Linked DNA regions of Gasterosteus aculeatus: region 1 is linked to region 2. The links are chromatin contacts, called in public Hi-C maps. All regions are on one chromosome and are shown on one strand. The core of a region is the stretch at or near the end of the contact, and the rest is flanking DNA. Distances in the headings are between cores, read along the strand shown.

What was found. Hi-C and Micro-C count contacts between places; a contact is called where the count stands out from the background.
Region 1: a Hi-C map of blood and trunk muscle shows a contact between it and region 2, with 2.9 times the contacts expected there. The contact joins the enhancer-like site here to the promoter of bcl9l in region 2. A contact is called at or near these places in 6 of 6 Hi-C or Micro-C datasets (blood and trunk muscle, liver, skeletal muscle and 2 more).

What each region holds. Positions count from the first base shown.
Region 1 is chr1:16,450,170-16,454,610 of fGasAcu3.hap1.1, reverse strand. No RefSeq gene overlaps it. Among protein-coding and RNA genes, the nearest start is that of LOC120822949, 8.2 kb to the left of the region's middle. Within about 2 kb of position 2,015, at least 2 of the 9 cell types and tissues checked have open chromatin away from gene starts, as enhancers often do.
Region 2 is chr1:16,358,183-16,362,892 of fGasAcu3.hap1.1, reverse strand. It overlaps bcl9l (bcl9 like), which reads left to right and starts at 1,570. Exons shown (of 9, transcript XM_040177651.2): 1 at 1,570-1,914. It overlaps LOC144410222 (a long non-coding RNA gene), which reads right to left and starts at 2,635. Exons shown (of 2, transcript XR_013468155.1): 1 at 2,516-2,635; 2 at 1-1,327.

The sequences.
Region 1 (4,441 bases), core at 766-3,265, 91 kb before region 2:
GGACCACGTTAACCTCTTAGCTTAATAGACATTTCCCAGGTTGAAATATGACATTGGTCCCGTCAAAACAAAACTGTGTGTTCATGATTCTTAGGGACGCGATAACGATATTCCCTATTTAATACGTCATATAACTAATAGAGGTAAGACAGCCAAGCGAAAATCATGGAAATGTCAAAATAGCAACATAAATAGTTAAAAATAAATCTATCCACTCTATTTGTATTAGTTTAACACGGCCACAATAAACAAAAGGAGAACAGGTGTTTATGATCAAGTTCTTTAACATTTTGTTAATGTGAACATTTATGTTTTGGAGGCCTGCGACGTAAGAGGTACGTAATGCTAAATATAGACACAACATATTTTCCAAACGGTTGTGGTGGTTCGGTTAAAGTCCACCAGATTTAGGATTCACATTTATTTTAATGATGAAATAGCTTGTGTCAAACATAAACAACTCTGGGGGGTTTTGCATCCTGAATGTGCGTTTTGTCATTTAATTTACATAAAACCAATGAATGTCTATTCCTTTATTTGAATTATAGACAATAACTAAGTAAAACGTGGGACTTGACGCAAAGACCTTCAGGTGAATCACAAGCCAAACGCATCACTTGGCATCAAGAGGTGGACACAGATGATGATGGCATCTTAACCACAGGCTGTTGGGAACGGACAGCTGCACATTGAGACAAAACATCAAAACACCAGCCACAGATGTACGCAATTAGAAACATGGTAGACATTTGGGGAGCAAAGGTCCATAAACTCGCATGTTATTATGGTTGATCTAACATTGCTGGAGGGAAGCCCACACTCAACAACGTTAATGGGCTTTGAGATTGGGTTTAAACATTCCACTATCTAGAATTTGCTGTCAAACTGTTTCCTATTTTGGTACTAAATCTTATAAGTGTGTGTGTGTGTGTGTGTTGGTGAATGTGAGAGAGAGCTACACAAATTAGCTCAATGTGTTTCCAATCATTAGCAAATTCTACGCTTCCTGTTTGTGTAAATATTTTCCTATTTTGTTTTTTTATTTTTCCAAGAGAGCAGGGTAGAATAATCCAGCCTGACCTCCCTGCCCCGTTGTTTCCTATTCATCACGTGGGACGGGGCTCCTCCTGCGTCGGCATGCCTGAGACCTGGGCCCGTTGTGACCCCCTCGCCATGGCTGGTGGGAGAGGTTAGTCCGAAATGGATGGACTCTCCAAAGGTCACGAGCGGCAGCCACAGATACCAATGAATGACAGCTGTGAGGGCACTTTAAAGTTAGCACGGTCAACTTTTAAACTCAATGCAAAGACAGCAGTACCTTCTTTTGGATATATGTGCTCATATTCCATTTCTCCATGGATTGATAAGGTGTAATTGAAGAATATATATAAAAGTTAGTTACGCTACATTTGAAGGAATAAAATGCATGTTAAACCTCTTTCGAAAACTTTCCGCAACTTTAAAATATGACATGATAAATCTTTCAGCCTAGTATTGTTGTTGGCTGTTTGGAATGAGGAATTACCAAACGTAGCAGGAGTTTGATTTCTCTGTGTGTTTCCTGAAGAAGGTGCTTGTTAAGTATCCTCCTGCTAATCCTTATTCTAACGTTAGTCTGGAAGAAAATACTGGTTTATTTTCTCCTTTCAGTAATTGACTCATAGCAAGACATAGAAAAGGTTTCTGGCAAAATGGTGCCAGCTTCTCAAACGCTGTTTCTTGTTTGTTGTTGTCGTTTGCGTAGTCTCATCCTGTCCCCTCACCTCTCATAGCTGCTCCCTTTGGTCCTCTGCATGAGGCACCGATGTGTGAAGCAGTTCTCTGAGGAAAGGCTAAACAAACAGGGCCGGCCCGGACACAAAGAGTCCGCCACTCAGAGACATGTGGCAGCAAAACCTTCTCAATCTTGCAGCTCCCACCCCCACACCCCCCCTGCCCCCCCTTCCCCTCTGGTACAACGCTGATCCCCTCACAGTCCTACGGCAGCAGCACAGAGGCTGCCCTGTGCGTGGAGCCGAGAGAAGGAAAGATGGAGGAGGAGGGGGTGCAAATTCTGATTCCTATTCACTGAATGTCAGCACCTCACAAAGGGGACCGCATGACACTGCCACTAAATCAGAGTTAATGGACTCCTTTCTCAGTCCCGCCAACATGACAGGGGGCGTGTGTGAGAGAGTAAAGGGGTGTGTGGGAGAGGGGCGGGGGTTGGTGAGGGTGCCTGTTTGCCCCATTGAAGGGGCACATGGGCCAATGAGCCTTGTGTTATATATTGTGATCACATTGACAAGGGAAGTGTGTTTTCCATGGGCATTAAACAGCTCGCCCGAAGGAAAGCGCCGCGTCTCCTTCAACGGACATTTGTTTTAAGCGGTCCATGATTCCGAGGATGTGTCGCTCTCTATAAATCCAGCTAGTGATTCAAAAAAGACGAGTGTTAATCACAGGTTTGTTTGACTGTTCTGTCAAGACTCTTTTGGCAGCACTGATTTGTGTTTAACACGCATAACATCAATCTTAAGACTCCAAAGAGTACGTAGAACACTCCACAAACCATGTTGTTGCGAAGGTAATCCATCAGACTGATAAAGTGAAGGTAAAAGGGATCCACGGGGCTCGTGAGGCAATTGTTGATTTGCATGTGAACACCTGATTCACAAAGAGGAGCCAGACTGCCGGACAGTCATTTCTGAGCCGCTTTTCATCCGCCCAACAGGGCAGAACCTAATACGACCAAACCCCCCCCACCCTTGCAACGCCGTCTTGGAGGCGATTGCGGGGATGAGTGAGGATGGCATTGGTGTCACTTGGCAAGTATTCATGACCCCCCCCCCCCCCCCCCCCACCCTTCACCTCAGACTGCACAGGGGAGATGCAGAGAGACAGAGGCGGAGAGACATGGAGCCCCAGGTACCGACCTCATTAGAAGATAAAAGCAACCTTTCTCCGTGACCTCTGACCCCGGAGGTTGCCATGGAGCCTTCCAGTCGAGGCATAGATGGAGCATGCTGGGATCGCTCACAGCAGGGTAATGACTATGTGCCTCTGTGAGAATTATTAAGCCCCTACCCCACCCCCCCCTCTCTCATACACGAATCCATATTCGTCCACATTCATGCACAGAGCTGATGTTTTGCTGGAGCTCCCTCGCTTTCCGCTTTGTTCCTGTTCAACCGTTCCAACGGTGAAGCTCATTACATCCCTGAGTTCACTGATGATGTGTGAGGAGGACAAATTCTGATTGTCCAATGACAGTATGCTGTAAAGCGACCCGTAACTTTTTTCTCTGCTTAAATCTTCTCGGCAATGTGGCCATGTATGGTGCTTGTTTTCAAACTTTATTCTTTTGTGTCATTGTTGTATACATTTGTTGTATTTAATCCTTAAATGGGATTATAACTCGGTCAGAGCCAGACTGTCAGTGATTGCTTTAAAAAGATTCTACCGGTTACAGTGAATTCCATTTGATTAATTCATTTTCAGTATTTTCTCTGATCTCACCCGATGAAGTCACTTTAAAAAGTGCGCTACCATGAAAAGTCACTATATTTATCCCTGTCAACGTGTTCATACACAGAACCAGGAAGGACTTGGATTGTCTTGTCATATTTTGTGCTCTTTAACGGTGAAGCCTATGGGACAAAGTGTTTCAGCATGTTACAGAGCGCATGTTCTCGGGTGTATCTGTGCACGCACGAGTCTCTCTGTGCGGTTGTTGGAGAAAGAGGAGTGAGGGGTTACATCTTGGTCATACTGACTGAGTTTTATAAGCTGTGGCTAACCCCGCTCCCCACAGCTGACTGAATATTAAGTAAACAGAGCCAAGTGTATGAATTCACCAGAGCGCTCAGGCTGAAGAAGCACTACTTCACCAGTGCGGGGGCCTCCCCCCGTGGGGCCCCAACATCAGCCTGTCTTATTCTTGGCAGCCGCAGTGGAGAGAAGCGGCCTATGGGGTATGTGCAGTGTGTTCGGGGATGTGTACGAGGGCGAGGCGTGGGTTCCCCAGAAAGATGACGGGCGAGGCGTATGGAAGGAGTGAGGAAAGAAGGATGTGGGCAAAAGAAAACTTGGGGCTGGTGTTTGTTGCTGCACAGCTGTGAGGTTGAAATCACCACCCGGTGGGGGAGAAAACTTTGCATTTGTGGCGCCTCCGGTGAAATGTTCTTGTGGTGTTGTGGAGAGTTGGTGTAAAGGCAGTGTGTCAGTTTGTATTTTCACCTCAAACTCTCCTTGTTGTTTGAAATGTGTTATTTATACCGGATGTGTTGATTTGGCCTCGGCTCTTCTCTTGCTGCTGCATGTAATTGGTATGCAGGGAGCAGCAGGTCCACTCGCTCCATGCCGCGTGGCTGGGCTCCCTCATTTTTTCCCAGTGACCCACTGCACATAGAGCGTCTCTCCTTGAAATCAATACTTTTTAGTGTTTCTCTAAATCAGAGGG
Region 2 (4,710 bases), core at 321-2,820:
TTTCCAAATACCAGAGTCCAAATTCCTCCTCTCCTCTCATTTCCTCACCTAATTGTGCTCATTCCTCTGCTAGCCAGCAGAGAATAATGGACTCAGATAAAGCATATCTCAGGGGGTAACAGTGGGATGGAATTCACTCCATCTTTTTGCATTTTATAATGCAGTGTAGTCTCTCTGTTGGCTGTTTATTCTGTTTTTTTTGCCTCTTCGGGCTGGATTATTTCATGGGAGTGATGTCTAGAGCCTAAGAATATTCAATCAACAGAATATGCAGCTGAATATTCTTTATTTGGATTACAAGCAATACAAAATCTCCCACATAGCTTAAAGGTTTGTTTCCTTATTCTTACATTTAGCTATTTAAGCAAATAAAAGCACCAATGAGCCTTATGCCCGTTATGATTCAACATATGATGAAAGAATTATGTAGTGTGCACATCTCTACGATGACATGATTAAAATCTCAAGCCATTTAAATACTCATCTCATCTTAAACCACTTATCTGGGGTCAGGTCGCGTGGGCAACAATTCCAGCAGGGGACCGCAAACTTCCCTTTCCTGGGCCTCATCTACCAGCTCTGACTATTAAATTACTCAATGATTAAAAATGTCCGATGCCAACAGGTGTCCTAGGTCTTCCTCGGGTTGATTAACGCCCATCCTTTGTGCTTGTGTGGTTTGAGATATGTTCACAGCTCCATTTTGAACAGTATTCCACTGCAGATTTGTGATCTAGTTCTTACAAACTAGGTACAAATAATTGCAGCTCCCTCCCATAACTATATTATGGGTTGTTCAAAGCTTCATTCTACATTTTACACAATTAGTGTTGCTAACAGTTGCAAGGGAAAATACTTGCAACATGTGGGATAAAATCATTTTATTATTTGCTCTCAACCTGAAGAATAAAATTTGTTCCCATGACAATTGCTTTGGTGGGGCTAAGTGGTAGTCAGCACTACTGCTGCTTCTAGAAGTACCGTGTAAGTGGTCTTAACTCGATGAACTACTGCAGTAAAACGCAAGGGCTCTGCTACCCAAATTGGATGAAACATTTCTCCCCATGTCAACTTAGAAAAGCAGACTGTGTAATTGCAAGAAAGGCCTTTTTCATTCCAAGTTGACTTGAAAGTATGTGCTGCCAATTGCCTACTTCTGCTACCCAAACCACCAGAGGGAGTAATCAACGGAATTCCCCAAACCTGAGGCGCGCGAGCTCAGTCAACAGTGCTTTCATAGAGGCTTCTTCTTCTTCTTCTTCTTCTTCTTCTACTTCTTCTACTCATTTTAATTCCGCCACAGGACGCTGTCCATCAAAGACGTGCTCTGCGATGGAAAATGAGATTGATGAGCCTATAGTGCCTTTTAAATCACAACGACACAATTTAATACGCGGGTGGAGGTATCACAATCTTTTGAAAATACCAGGCTAGAAATATGAAATATATATACTTTTTTTTAAAGTAATTTATTTATTCTTATAGCCTCTAAGTATCCGAGGCTGAGCCAGCACAGATGTCCGGAATGACAGAACGGTGACATACGGATGCCCGTGTGGCCACGCTAATTATCGTTGGGCGGCTGGGAGCGATACGGACTCGCAGGGAAACGCAACGTCCTGCGCTTCTACAGCGCGGATAGTGGGAGTCAAGAACCGCTGCAAGGTGACGCGTCCCCTTTTCTGATTTCCAAACCGAAACTTACCACCGCGACACGCCGCGGTGCTCATCGCCGGCTGAACCTCTGCCGTCAAACGACACCAGCTGCTGCTTCTTTTTTAAAATCAAACGACGAGAACGGGACCATCTTGCGCAGCGGTACGGGCGAGCGCCGCAAGCGGTGGCGGCCACTCCGGGGAATGTCGACCCGGCCCGTCAGCGCTGACATCGGCCTCTTCTGATCTCACGCGGGCGGTAAGTTGGAGAACACGGCTAACCTTTCAAAACACTGCCCCCCCCCCCCTCCGCCGCCGCAGCGCGCTAGCTGCGTTTCAGAGCCGTCCTGCTGACGCGCGTGTACTCGTGTAACTTTCCCTTTCCCTTTTTTTTATAAAAAATGAAGTGCCCGGGTGGCTAGCGAGCCTTTTAACAAAGTTCAAATCCCGCTAGCTAGCGGCGGTTCGCTTTGCAGACGTGACGGCGACGGCAACGCGGAGCGGTTTACGAGCAAGTAGCCTAGCGCGGACGTGAGTTAGCATCATGCTAAGTTAGCCCGTGGAACCCGGCTGGCGCAGCAGCTCGCGGGCGTCGGGGTTCACACCAGGGGCATGTGCCACCTACACTCCCCACCACCAGAATGCCCTGCTTGCTCCACGTTGTGGTGTTGTTGTTGTTGTTGTTTTCACGTGCCGCACACGAACACGGTTAAAACCTGACAACGCGTGCATTGTGTGTACACGCGCTCGTCGGGAAGCTAATCTGACAGACGCAGCCGATGCAACGTTTTGAATGGTTCCGAGCTAAGCGGCTAAAGCGCGTCGAGAGGAGACCGACTGCGTGACGACGACGGCGTTACCTGTCGCTGTCACTCCGGAGAACTAATGCGCAACGCTATCTGCCTCTGTCCTGATACTCTGGTCGAGGTTGGCTTTAATTGAACCTTCGGTGAACGATGTGCGTGTAATTGAAAATGTGTGTGTGTATATATATATATATATATATATATATATATATAATTCCACGTGAGCGGGCACGTCCTGTTATGTTGCTGTCACTTACACTCAGACACGCCGGGCAGTTTATAAAGCGACCCGACAAGGCGTAGCACGTTTTGTGGGTCAAAGTTCGTTCTTAAAATGTGAATAGCATAACGACTCTTTCCCTTTTATGAGAATGTGACGGTTTTATGATGGCTGTGAAGTGTCCATCCTACCCTCTTGTGCTCACTTCAGCCCCTTGAATATGCTGATACAATGCTGCACTCGAGCCCGTTCACGTAGGCGGATACTCCACTTTTCTCTTTTAGCTACCAAGCCTTCTTGTTTAACTGTGAGTGTGTGTTTGTGCACAGGAGCTCCATGCTGTTTGTGTATCTACAATATCCTGGTGAGCTATATATAGCACCTAACAGAGTTTGCAACTTGATCCGAATTGTCTTTCAGGGTTACGGTACGCTGCTTTCCACTGGAACCAAGATGTTTCTGAGCATCTTTTTTTTCCCTTAGAGGAAAGTCCACCGCTTACTTGTGTTTCTGTACGAGTTGTATCCTTAGAGATCCCTGGCAATTGCGTTGTTGTGGATAAATAATGGACACTGTGTAGTGTGACAGGGCTTAATAGGCCAAATTCAGTTTTTACTCCATCCAGTGCTCATGATTCACACACTGGTAGATTTTTCTTAAATTAAAAACACGACCAACAGGTGACAATGAATAAGTCTCCCTGTAACAGCATAAAGGCTAATTTGTATAAATGTACAGCAGATTGAAATGCACGCCTACATGTATTGATTGACAGATTCTGGGTGTGACTGAAAAGTCTATTTCCTGCCTCTTTTTTTTTGGTTCTGTCCTTGATTAGAAAGGAACAAGCGTGGCACAGCGACTGCATGTCCACGCACACCGCTTCCGTGCAAGCAGAGAGCCATTGGGTCCGCTGCTGACAAAGTGTTTTTTTATCTGGTTAGGTGATCTGAGAACTTTGGGGGGTGAGTTACAGCGAGCACCGCTATGAAAGAATAATGTGATATCGAGAATGTTTCCACACGGCAGAAGACACTTAAGCTCTGGACTTTGTAGGACGAGTAAGGAAAGACAACGGCACCACCGCTCTAATCCACAAATAGAAAGCATTTACTCCAAGCTTTTCTTTTTTTGTATGACACTTGTGTTAGGATTCACCTTTAGCGCCCCAGTGTCTGTCGTGTTTGTGTGTCTTTCTCTGTGCTTATCTTTTGCATATTTTTACATGCAATCTTTGTGGACAAAAGCACTCTGTCCACACGGCTGCTGGTCCTCAACCTTTTTGAATCGCATTAATATATTTAGTTGCACAAGGCCTTGCATTCAGGCACTTTGACGTTAGTTTGTCTTGGGTGTGTACCTTAATTACCACAGCGTGACCTTGTGTGCATGCAGGTCTCGGCCCCTTTTATGAGAACACTGTGGTGCTCGACCCTCAGGTACTGATCACAGTCCAATGGACGCAAGAGGAGAGATGCTTCCCTCTGTTTGTCGGCACTTCCTTGCACTGGGAAAGCTTTGTGTAACAAATGGAGTACCACTGGGTTGGTGATGTTAAGCTCTTTCTTTGTGTGTTCAAAGCTGACGTGTTCACAGGATAGTGTATGATTTACTAAAAAGCAGAGCCAAGTGTGTATTTATCGTGGTTACAAGAAGAGGAATCGTGATTTGTTTTGACTCGCCGTACTGCCCCAATATCCAATCAATGAGATACATGTGAGTCTTTGACTTGAAACTTCTTCTGACTGCAGATGAATGACTCAAACAGGGAAATACATCATTAAGTTTTGACCAAAAAACATTTAAAATATATATCTGACTGGTTACTTTACAAACTATCATAGTACCTTTACTGTAAATCAGCCATCAAACAGTCTGCAGGTAATTTCCCTCCTCGTTAACGGTCATCTCAACAGCTATTCCGGTGCGTCTTCCCCTTTCTGTGGTTTTCTTTCAGCTGTTCTCGTTAGCCCAGGACTGACGTTTCCCTTTCTACCTTCTCCACCTTCTGTACAGCAATGAGTCGTAT